Regions from separate parts of the Mus musculus genome. Here all the other regions are linked to region 3. A link is a contact called in public Hi-C data. All regions are on one chromosome and are shown on one strand. Each heading gives the region's core, a stretch centred on a gene start, on an enhancer-like site or on the middle of the called end of the contact. The rest is flanking DNA. Distances are from core to core; before and after follow the strand shown. Region 1 overlaps Negr1 (neuronal growth regulator 1). Region 2 overlaps Negr1 (neuronal growth regulator 1). Region 3 overlaps Negr1 (neuronal growth regulator 1).

Region 1 (3,791 bases), core at 1,244-3,743, 180 kb after region 3:
TCCTTTGTACCAAGCCAATTGATTTCAGAAGTGGAGACTGAGGGTCTTGGAAGAAGAAATTACCCAATTCCCAGCCAATGGTCAGACTGACTGGAGCAGGAAACTGCTGGGGGAAAAGCCTCTCCTGCCATGTATATAGGCTCACTTCTTAGGTCATGTAAGTTTGTTGTCCATCCTAGCAACCAGAGGGTGAAGAGAAAAAGATTATTTGCCCCAAAAAATTCCTATAAGCATTTTTAGAATCTATGGCCCTACACATCTATGTATAAGGCTTGGTACCTTGTTTACATGGATGCCATTTGTAGCCTGTTCACAGATCAACATTCTTTTTAGTGGCTAAACAGTGCTTTTTGTGTCTGTGTAAGTACTAGAATTTACAAGGCTATTTCATTGTGTGGGAAGTCACCTCCAATTTGCTTATACAAATCCATACCAACCTTATTCATCGCTCTTTGGCACACATCAGTCTACATCTGATTGGAATCTATGTGTCATCAGAGATATACTTTTAACCCTCATAACCTGAGTTGCAAAATTGTCTTCTGAAAATAATCCTGAGTAACCATAATAATTGTGCAAACCCTAATATAATTCATGACTCATTTTAACATGAAAGGTTGTTTTCTGTATTTACAAAACATTCTAGATATTATTTTCTAAGAATCTCATGTTTGATTAATAAAATATATCATTTTATTTTTATTTGCATCAATTAAAATGATACAGGATGTCTTTCACAGTTCTTGAACATGCATACATATAAATATGTATGTATGTGCTTATATAACAGTAGAAAGAGAGCATTTTTAATAACTGTTTATAATAACGGAATCTTGGTGTGGCTGAGATACACAGTAGCGAGTGCAAGAGAGAAAACAGAATATTTCCAAACCTGCTTATTTGATGATAAATAGGAAAAATCATGCTCATAGAATTATTAAAAACATGTGGGGGGGGGCTGTACACAGGCCTCAGTTTGTAGAATACTTGAGTAGCATATGCAAAACCCTGGGTCTGGCTCCCCAGTGCCAAGTACACATCGACCCTCACACTCAGAAGGTGGAGGAAGGAATGTCAGGAATTCAAGACCACCCTCAGGTAGATAGTGGGTCTGAAACCTGAGCTACACAAAACACCATGTGAAAACAAAACAAAACAGGGAAATGCCTGTGAAAATAGATAGTGGGATGCCCATGCATTTGTGCATTTCTGCATGTGCATCAGAAGTTTTCAGTGGAAATCCAGACACTGCTCCTGGGTTGGACAGTGAGACTGCGCAGTAGACACTGAGCCACAGAGTGCTCCGCTCCATCTTCTCCAGGCAGAGAAAGCAGAATTAGAAGGCAAGCCTCCAACTCCAGCTGAATGCTGAATGCTTGAAGCCTTTCAAGGTTGAGTAGACTCCATTGTCTCCTGGATGAATCACTTGCCTTCTCTGAAACTCAGTTTTGCCATCTTTAAAATGAGAGGACAGAGATGAATAAACAGAACTCTTTGCTCTCATAAAGAATATTGGGTTTCATATGCATAAAGTTTCATTCTCCAGTTATGTTTCTAGAACAGCACTGATCTTAATTTAAGGAAAACAAGATCTGTGTATCCCTGTATATGCAGCTTAAGGGAGTTGAACCACTTTCTTCTACCCTATAGTCAGGTGACTTAGAAACCAATCTTTTTTTTTTTTTTTTTTTTGCCTTAAATTGAATTTTCTGAACAAAACTATTTCTTGGCCAAGATGATTTATAAGATATTTTAGACCCTAAAGCATTCTAAGAAAGTCATAAACATCTGTGAATGGAGACAGTGCCAGCTGACTACATATTTCTTTATCTCAAGAAAAACCTGTGGGATATGTTAAATGCCATTTTTCATTGGAATGGAAAAGCCCTTCATTGTTTTTCCACATAGATATTAGAAGTGTGCATATATACCTTAATCTGTGAATATATGTGTGCTGCCACACATATGTATGGCTTATATTTTTAACTTAACTTGTTATAACTTATTTTTATGTAGATGTGTATAAATGCACACAAAGTGGGTTCATGTGAATGTAGAGGCCAGAGGTCAACCCCAGGCATCACTCCTCAGTAGCTGGCTTTCTTGTTTTTTGAGACAAGAGCTCCCATTGAGGTCTTGAGCTCAGCGCTTACTCTCAGGTGCTTACAGAAAGCCCCTTGGGAGCCTCCTATTCTGTCTTCTCAGCAGGGAGATTGGAAGGGCTGAGATCAGGCCTCCATTCCTGCAAAGCAAAAACTTTATAAAGGATCATTTTAGCTCATACTTTGCAGATAACATTTGAAGAAGCCATGGCATAAAAATCTGGTTTTGATTTTTAAAAGTGCATTCATTTTAGTGTGTGTGTGTGTGTGTGTGTGTGTGTGTGTGTGTGTGTGTGTGTGTGCTGTGCTGTGCTGTGCTGTGCTGTGCTGTGCTGTGCTGTGCTGTGCTGTGCTGTGCTGGCACATAAAGATCAGAGCACAACTTTAAGAGTCAGTTCTCTCCTGCCCCCTTGTGGGATGTAGAAATGGTACCTAGGTAGTCAGGCCTGTATGTAAGCACTTCTCTCCTTGGAGAAATGCAGGCAGCCCAACAGACTCATTTCCTACAAGTGCATCAGTGCACAACAGGGTGCTATGTGCTGGGTGTCCATACCACTCAGAGGCAGGTCATTTATGTTTATAGTCAAGATATGAACACTTTGTGCATTTAAGATGCCAATAAGGTTGGGTTCTATCTGACATTCAGGCCCTGTCTTTTGTTTCATTTGTTTCTGGAAACAGTGGCATTCATTGTAAAGAGACAATGAGGGGCACATTGCAGAGGACCTGAGGGAAATGGCAACAGGGCATTCTGTCTATCGGCCCAGGGCAAAGTCCTCAAGTGTAACCTGGGTGTTCACTGCATCCAGTTGACACATGAGGATGCTACTCCCTAGTGAAGATTCTATAATTTCAGGGCACTCTCACAGGATCAAACTTCTGGAACTCGCTCCCATAGCTAGGCTAATGGGCCATGGTTAGAAAAAGAAGACAGCTTTCAAAAGCTGAGCTAAGCAGCAGGGCACCTAACCGATTCTAAAGGCAGAAAATGACTCAGAAAGGAACTCTTTAGCATAGACTTCCAACAGGATAGAGCTCATGAAGAGCGTGAACTCAGTCAAAAGTAGCCTGTCCACAGAGGCTCACAGTGCAGACTTCTGTTATATACTATTTCCTTACACTAACATGACATGGTTGAAACCAACATATTCTGAAAGTAATAATTATTTCTGCTCATGATTGAACACCATAGCCATAACTAACTAGTGCCTCAATTAAATTAGCCACAGCCTGTTTCTATAATAATAATAACTATTATTATTAAGAACCCTTTAAATTAATAAATGAAATTATGTTGTAATAATACATGATAAATTTTATAATAATTATTACTAATAAAATATTAATGTATCAGTGGCCATGTTATAAGTTCAAAATCATTTCCCTTGTCTAGGAATTGCTTTCTTTGGCCACCATCTAAAGCTCTGGATTCATGTTGAAATGTCCCTGTCCTCTCCAGGATGCAGCTGTAGCCACATAAGCCATCTTGCTGGAGTTATCCCCTACCTCTGGTCAATGATAACAGATGTAAGAAAGATTCTCCAAATCCCTCTGTCACCATGTGTTCTGTCTTAGGTTATCTTGTTGCATTCTAGTGTAAGAGAGACAGAGTGACCAGCATCCTGATGTCTCACCTGAGGCCCATCTTACCTGGAGGATATCCATTAGTTCTGAGTACTTCTGGTGGAT
Region 2 (3,467 bases), core at 192-2,691, 160 kb before region 3:
TTATGTATTTAGTTTTAACTTCTCTACTTATTTTACAGGAGTTATCATAGACTGATATGGAAGTTAGACACAAGTGATCTCTCTGTTAGTCAGCAAGCCCCCATGCCCTGGACCACACATTTATCAAGCAGCAGTCTTGGCACCGGAAAATGGAGTCCTGTATAAAGTGTGTGTTTAACAACTCCAATGAAGTTGAGGTAGAGGCTCCATCCCCTGCACTTCAACCAAACAGAAAGAAAACCATTGTATATCTTTCACTTTGTGTTTAGAAGGCAGTGGAGATCCCCCAGTGTCTTGCTTTCAGACATCTGGCAGTGCCTACCAGGAAAGCATTATTTTAAAAGGTCTTAAGTTTCCAGAACCCTAGGTTGTTCCCTCCCATCTTTGCCCTTGCTATTTTGTGACCAGGAACAGTTTTCCTATTGTAACCTTGTGTGAAAGACGTTTAGAAACAATGTATCTTCCTGTTGGTCCAAGCATAGTATCTGGGCTGAGTGCAGACTTGCTCTGTAGCCCCTGACCTTGTCAGTTACTCTGAGGCAGCAGGCTTTAATGAAACGGACTTGAGCTTTGCTTGGAAAGGACCTCGTGAACCTATATGCGGGATGTATATTCATTAGTGAGTCCTTCTCTGTTGATATTTGCTGTGCTAGACTCAGCTGCATTAATCCACAGTTAGATGATTATGACTGCACTGAAGCAGATGTCAATCACTGGAGTCTGATCTGAATCATGAGCCAGGTAAGGTCATCCCACCAGTGTGTGAGGCGCTTGCTCCTGCCCTCACAGGGAACGCTGGAAGTTGTGGGGGCCAATGAGACAAAAGGAACTTCACAGCAGAAGATTTCTGATATACTTGGGGTACCGTTTGCTTAAATGTATGTCAAACAACTTAAACCTGGCTACTAACTACCAGACTCCTTTATTAAACTTAGTGTATATGGCTATAGAATATAGAAAACGATCAATACGATCAATATTGACTAATGATGGAAAATATGATGAGGAACCAAATACGTGGCTGTGACATTGTGAGGCAGCCAGAACACAGGTGACAACAGTTAATTATGTAGCACCCACGGAATAAATGAAATTAGTGACCTTGTGAACCTATATACTGGATGTACATTTACTAGAGAGTCCGTCTCTGTTGATATTTGCTTTGCTAGGCTAAATTAACAAGGAGAAAATTCTTGCCACACACAGTGGAACTACTTCTAGATGTTCCCATGGTACAGAGGGGGGCAGTCTGACCCAAATTCAGGAAAGGGTTGATTTAAATTATTTTATTCTATTGTTTTTTCCCCCTCTGGTGTTGGTCAAAAACAAACAGGCCCAGCAGATGAGACCCACTGTGCAGTTAGAGAAGAGATGGAAAGGCCAGAGTTTTCCAAGGAGCAGGCAGAGCACAGTGGGGTGTGCAGGGTATGGAGGCGCTGGCTCTGCTCTGCGGGTGTTTATGTTCATCTGCTAGGGAACCCATTACCAGGTGTGTGACTCATGCACAGTTCCTCCTTTGGGAAATGACAATAACAATGCTATTGATTTTCTGATGAGACTGTAAACAGTAAATGAGAAAGCTACAAAATAGCTTGTTAGCAGTGGCCAGGATTTTAACAGCACTGAATAAAATATGACTATTATTCTTTTTAAGCATTGTCTTAAAATGTCTTTACATTTTTCTGTAACAAATATCTCTTTCTACTTCTATTTACAATCTGCATATTCAGTCTTTATTTTATTTTTAAGATTTTTAAAATTAAAAGGCAGGTGGTAGAGAGGGGACTTAAGGTAAAGGACTAATGCCACCTGACTTACAGTGTGGGCCAAGCCCGGGTGAGCACTGCTCTGCCCAGAGGAGGGCAGCAAGGCTGTAACTGGTAGACAGATGGTGTCTATGGCTGCAGTGACTCCTGCAGGAGGCAGGGATGTGAGCAATGGGTTTTGTGGCTGCCACTGAAAGCACCAAGCTCAGTAACATCCTATATAAGTACAAATAATATAGCTCTAGTTAAAGGTTTTGATTTTACTGTTTTGTTCAGCTTCCTATTGTCTTTCTATTATTATATTCATTTTTGACACCATTATGGTACAGAAATAAAAATAACAAAAAGTCACATTGATTACCGTGTTATTGTTCAATTTATGTATGGCTTTATCTTCTGGTATTGAGTTCTAAAATGAGTTTTCAGTATAGAAATGCCTAGGTCTTTGTCCTTAAATATTATAATGCCACAATCGAAACATACTTTAAAACCTGATTTTAAATTTTCATGTTTTTACTTTGTGTTGTTTTAATAGTGACTTAAATATATGTTTTCCTAACATAGCCTAGGTGGGCACAGGGCCATATGAACAGTTGTGAAATTCACAAATATTAAACACATATTAAGATTTCTCCTGATTTTTCTATGGGCATTTGAACTGTAAAGCTAAGTGTATAAAGAAGTTACACAAGCCGTGGAAGCATCTATCAGGGAAGACAGATTGCAGGAGACAGGGCTTTCTTCACAGCTTCTCCTGACCATGTTCACGAAACCTCACAGCAGTTAGAAATCATGAGTAGTTGGCTTGCTGTGAATCACACCACTCTGGAACCCTGAAGAACAAGGGTTGAATCTGATACTTTAAAATTCTCTACTGTAATGTGGTTCCTTCCACTCAAAGGCATTTCTAAGTATGTGTGATTTTTGAAGCTCATGGGGCACAGTGATAAGGGGAGAATTATGCTACTCATGATGCCACAGGCTCACTGTCATGTGACCTTTCACGAGGTATTTTGCCTTCTGGCTTTGTCTTTGCTCGTGGGTAAAAATGGAGATTGCAATGGAGCTGAGGTTTGTGAAGAAGTATCAACAAATTACCCAGTACACACTGAGTTCATGATCATGTTGGGCCCTCCTGTGATTATTGTTTTTAATTGAATGCTGAGACTGAGGCAAGTCGCGTCTTCCTGGTCTGTCAGTGGGTCTCTACCCTGTTCATCCATCCTTACTTCAGCTTTATATTTCAATGGAAAACCTCTGGCATTGTGGAGCCATGAGCGCTTGGGTTTGAGGTCCATGTCTGCTTATGGCCTGAGTTTAAGCAAATGCTACAGCTTTTCTAAGACTGGGGTTCTCTTGGAATTACAGAAGTGGTGTGCAGCTCAGTGAGGTGATGGGTGTGAACAGATCTAGATCCTGGTAATTTGTGAAAATTGTTGGTAAAATGTAACTCACCTGATTTCTTAGTTTTGTTCTACAGTAAGGCCCAGTATGGTAAATATCTATACTGACTTTTCCAAAGGCCTTTTCAGCTATGTAAAATGCAACCTTCTAGCATTCAGATTCCTGATCCGCAAGTGCAATTCTCAGCTTGCTCTCTCCACAAAGCAAAATTTGGCTAATAACATGAAAGGTGAATAAGTTTTTACAAGGGGAGAGATGGGGAGATGGGGAGGGACAGAGAGGGGAGGAGGGGGAGAG
Region 3 (3,432 bases), core at 576-3,075:
AAGAAGACTTGAGTATGGGAAATGGATCCTTAGGGAAGAGGGCTGGAAGTCAGGGTTGCACAATCAAAAAGCATCAAACACATCTATGAAATTGTAAAATATCGAATCTGCTTAAGTTTCTAAAAGGAGGCAGCAATGCCAGATCTCTGCTTTGTGCTATTTTGGGCTTCTCATCTTCACACCATCCCTCCCCCTCCTACAGGAACTTTATCATTTAGACTAATTATCTGTATTTCCCTCTCAAGTATTTCTCAGAAGCAGCTTTCAGGCCACCACTTTCTCTGGCTATGCTTACCTCTTACCTGGCCACTCCAGTTCCTCTGTGATCTAATCTAGCCTGTGCAGGAGTCACACTCCAGAAAACACCTATGCCTTCATGCTGAACAGTCATGCAACAACCATTGACAAGAACCCAGTTGGACCAGGTTGGCAACAAAATGAGCAAATCAGGTAAATGTAAGGCAGTGGCGAATAGCTGAGCTACTCTAAGGGAGGTTAGTTCAAGCTTATTACTCTTGTATTTAGTTATTGCAAAACATATTTAAGATTTTTTTTTAATTTTCTAATTTTTCAAAGTCATTTAGAACATACAAGATACATAGATGTTTGTGGTCTATATGTAGCTGAACATGGAAGCCAGGCTGCCAGCTATGGACTCAGGTTTATGTCCTAGACTATTGGCTGTTCTTAGATTTCAAAAAAAATTTAAAAAAAAATCAACGTCCAGCATCTGTTTCAACATTTCTCCCTCCCCTGACTCCAGTATTACTTGATCCCAGTTTCTTGACCTACAGATTCTTGTGCACAGAGTCTGATAAAATGTTACTGAGTGAAATTAACACAATATATGACTTAAACATTTTCTGTCTTCCGATATAGGCTATGTACTTTGTCTAAATATAGTAAAATATTAATTAAAATAAAATTCACTTTAAAGAAATATCTGCATCTTCAGTTCCCTCTTACTAATGATAGATGAAAGTTTTATTATAATCCATCAACACTGTTCATTAAGTTATTTAGAAACTTGATTTAGAAATTTAGAAATGTTTTTCTAAAATATTAAGAAGGAAAATAAATAAATAAACTTCATTTGGTCAGGAAATAAACCCAGGCTGATGCATGTGGGCGGTAATGTCAGATGCAAAACAATCCCCATGGTAACACATTGCATAAAAACATTTTGTTCAAACCAGGATGCCTTGCTGTGCTTTGTAGTTTCCTGCCAAAGCCTCCTCTGCTGCCATGCAGATGGTCAGCCTATCTGTTAGGAAGTCTCCCTTCTCCTCAGGAGAAAAGATCTGCCCTTGCAGAGACCCCAGACATCAGGCTCATCTCAAGCCCCCAGGGACAAACTGAGGATCTGGTTGTTCCTCGGGCCAGGAACACCTCCCAAAACCTGGACTCACAAGTTATTTTAAACTGTATCCTAAGCGTTTTTGACATCTCAGTCTGCAGTCTTCAGCATGGGGTTAATTTTAAAGTATACATTACACTGTAAAAGTCCTCAAATTATTGACGTGAACTTTACTTCAGATACTACCAAGATTATACCCTCTAGGTGCCCTCAAGTCAAACTGCCAAAATCTCCAAATGTGTGGCCAAATGTCAAACTTTCCCACTTTGCTGACAGAGTGACAGAGTGACGGGGGGGGGGGGAGAGGGAGAGAGAGGGGGGAGAGAGAGGAGAGAGAGAGAGAATCATTATAAAAGCAAACACATGGGAGTTAAAAATAAATGTGTTATTTGGCTCTGCTCTGGCATGAATGAGGTAAATAAGTTACATATATGCATCTGCCTGAGAGCTCCGTAAGAGCTTCTGTGTACAGAGTGCTCCAGCTGGGGAGAGTGGGAGTTTGTTTTGTACAATTAAGAAGTTCTCTGCTAAGGCAGAGTATTGCCAGTATTCTCATCAGACGCAAATAAATGGTCCACATGCATTGCAGCTGATGAGGAGTAGATTGACTCAGCTCTTCTTCTTGGTTTGCTGATGTCGGAATGTCTTGTTCCACAGAATGGATATGCTCAAATCTTTGTCAACTGAGATGTATCAAGTGTTCCTCAATGCTGTCTTGTGAGCCATACTACTGGCCTTAATCATGAGATCAGCTGTACCCAGTTATGAGAGTCCATCATCGACATGTGAACTCATGTCTTTGTCTCCTCCTCTGGACCCTCACCACCCAGAATATAAGTTCTCTTACCAACTATTTGCAAGTTATTCCTTCCTAATTACATATGATCCTGTGTCTCAGAGAAAAGCTCAAGTGTACATTCTGGGAAAGGATATGGGATGAGGCTCCATCTATGTGGGTGTGTGGAAACCAGCACCCATGCTGTGTACAGATCTTCCACTGGAGCTATGTGGGCTCACTCATATTCCTGCCCATAAACCCTTACCCATGCTCTGAAACTAAGCTCAAGGTGGACTCTGGTGGCATCCCTCATTGCTTTGTAGTTGGAGCCATATCAGGAGGGGTTAAATGTTGTTTATGTTACCCCAGAGAGAACAAGAAATTCTGTGAAATGATCTAAACAGACATAATAAGGTCACAGTATTGTTCCCTGTGGGAGTTGCCTGTTATTGGCTTTATTCTGTAGATAAAACATATGTCCTGCCCTAAGTGTCAGGGGATTTGTTGGCGCTAAAAGTCAAGAGGAGGAGGAGAAGGAAGGATGTGGAGACAATGAAGTAGAGTTCACTTTCTGAGAGAGAAATAAGCATGAAAGGGATATGGTGGGTGAGATGTACCCCAGGGTGTAGACTTTCTGACTATGAGCATTTCACAAAAGCTCAGTTGTGGAAACCTCAACTGTATGCCTGATTTCTAAGAGGAGCTTTAAGGGAGCAGGACTCTGCCCACAGGAATGAAATTGTAGCTTTCTAAGGGGACCAGTGGTCCTTCAGTGCACTGGTGAACTGTGCTAGGGTACAGCAGATGGCAGCAGAAGGAGTGGCCTTTTCAGACACCAAACCTGACATTACCTTGATCTTGCACTTCTTGGATTTCAGAACTGTGAGAGATGTGTTATTTGCAAAGTGTTCCAAGTATTTTGTTATAACAGGCCAAAGAGATTATGAAGTGTACGGAACTAAAGAAACATAGACAGCTAATTGTCTGTGTGAATATCTGAGGTTCTTCAGGGGTGTGTGATACAGTGACGAGAGAGAGAAGTGCATGAGAAATAGGAAGTGAGGACTGCAGAGACAGATTGATGGTGAAGAACATTTGCTGCTTGTCTTAGTCAGGGTTTCTATTCCTGCACAAACATCATGACCAAGAAGCAAGTTGGGAAGGAAATTATTTATTCAGTTTAAACTTCCACATTTCTGTTCATCACCAAAAGAACTCAGGACTGGAATTCAAGCAGGTCAGGAAGCAGGAGCTGATGCAGAGGCGTGGAAGGATGTTACTTACTGGCTTGCTTCCC

Evidence for each region. Hi-C and Micro-C count contacts between places; a contact is called where the count stands out from the background.
Region 1: a Hi-C map of cerebellum shows a contact between it and region 3, with 4 times the contacts expected there. The contact joins two enhancer-like sites. A contact is called at or near these places in 4 of 484 Hi-C or Micro-C datasets (cerebellum, cerebral cortex, nephron progenitors and 1 more).
Region 2: a Hi-C map of cerebellar granule neurons shows a contact between it and region 3, with 2.1 times the contacts expected there. The contact joins two enhancer-like sites. A contact is called at or near these places in 1 of 39 promoter capture datasets (hippocampal neurons) and 4 of 484 Hi-C or Micro-C datasets (brain, cerebellar granule neurons and cerebellum).

What each region holds. Positions count from the first base shown.
Region 1 is chr3:157,107,033-157,110,823 of GRCm38.p6, forward strand. The region is part of intron 4 of Negr1 (neuronal growth regulator 1); the gene reads left to right. Among named protein-coding and RNA genes, the nearest start is that of Gm24373, 100 kb to the right of the region's middle. Within about 2 kb of position 2,494, at least 21 of the 459 cell types and tissues checked have an H3K27ac peak or open chromatin away from gene starts, as enhancers often do. A contact at or near this core is called in cerebellum, where this site is marked.
Region 2 is chr3:156,770,385-156,773,851 of GRCm38.p6, forward strand. All of the region lies in intron 1 of Negr1 (neuronal growth regulator 1), which reads left to right. Among named protein-coding and RNA genes, the nearest start is that of Negr1, 210 kb to the left of the region's middle. Within about 2 kb of position 1,442, at least 14 of the 459 cell types and tissues checked have an H3K27ac peak or open chromatin away from gene starts, as enhancers often do. A contact at or near this core is called in cerebellar granule neurons and cerebellum, where this site is marked.
Region 3 is chr3:156,927,331-156,930,762 of GRCm38.p6, forward strand. The region is part of intron 2 of Negr1 (neuronal growth regulator 1); the gene reads left to right. Among named protein-coding and RNA genes, the nearest start is that of Gm24373, 280 kb to the right of the region's middle. Within about 2 kb of position 1,826, at least 17 of the 459 cell types and tissues checked have an H3K27ac peak or open chromatin away from gene starts, as enhancers often do. A contact at or near this core is called in cerebellar granule neurons and cerebellum, where this site is marked.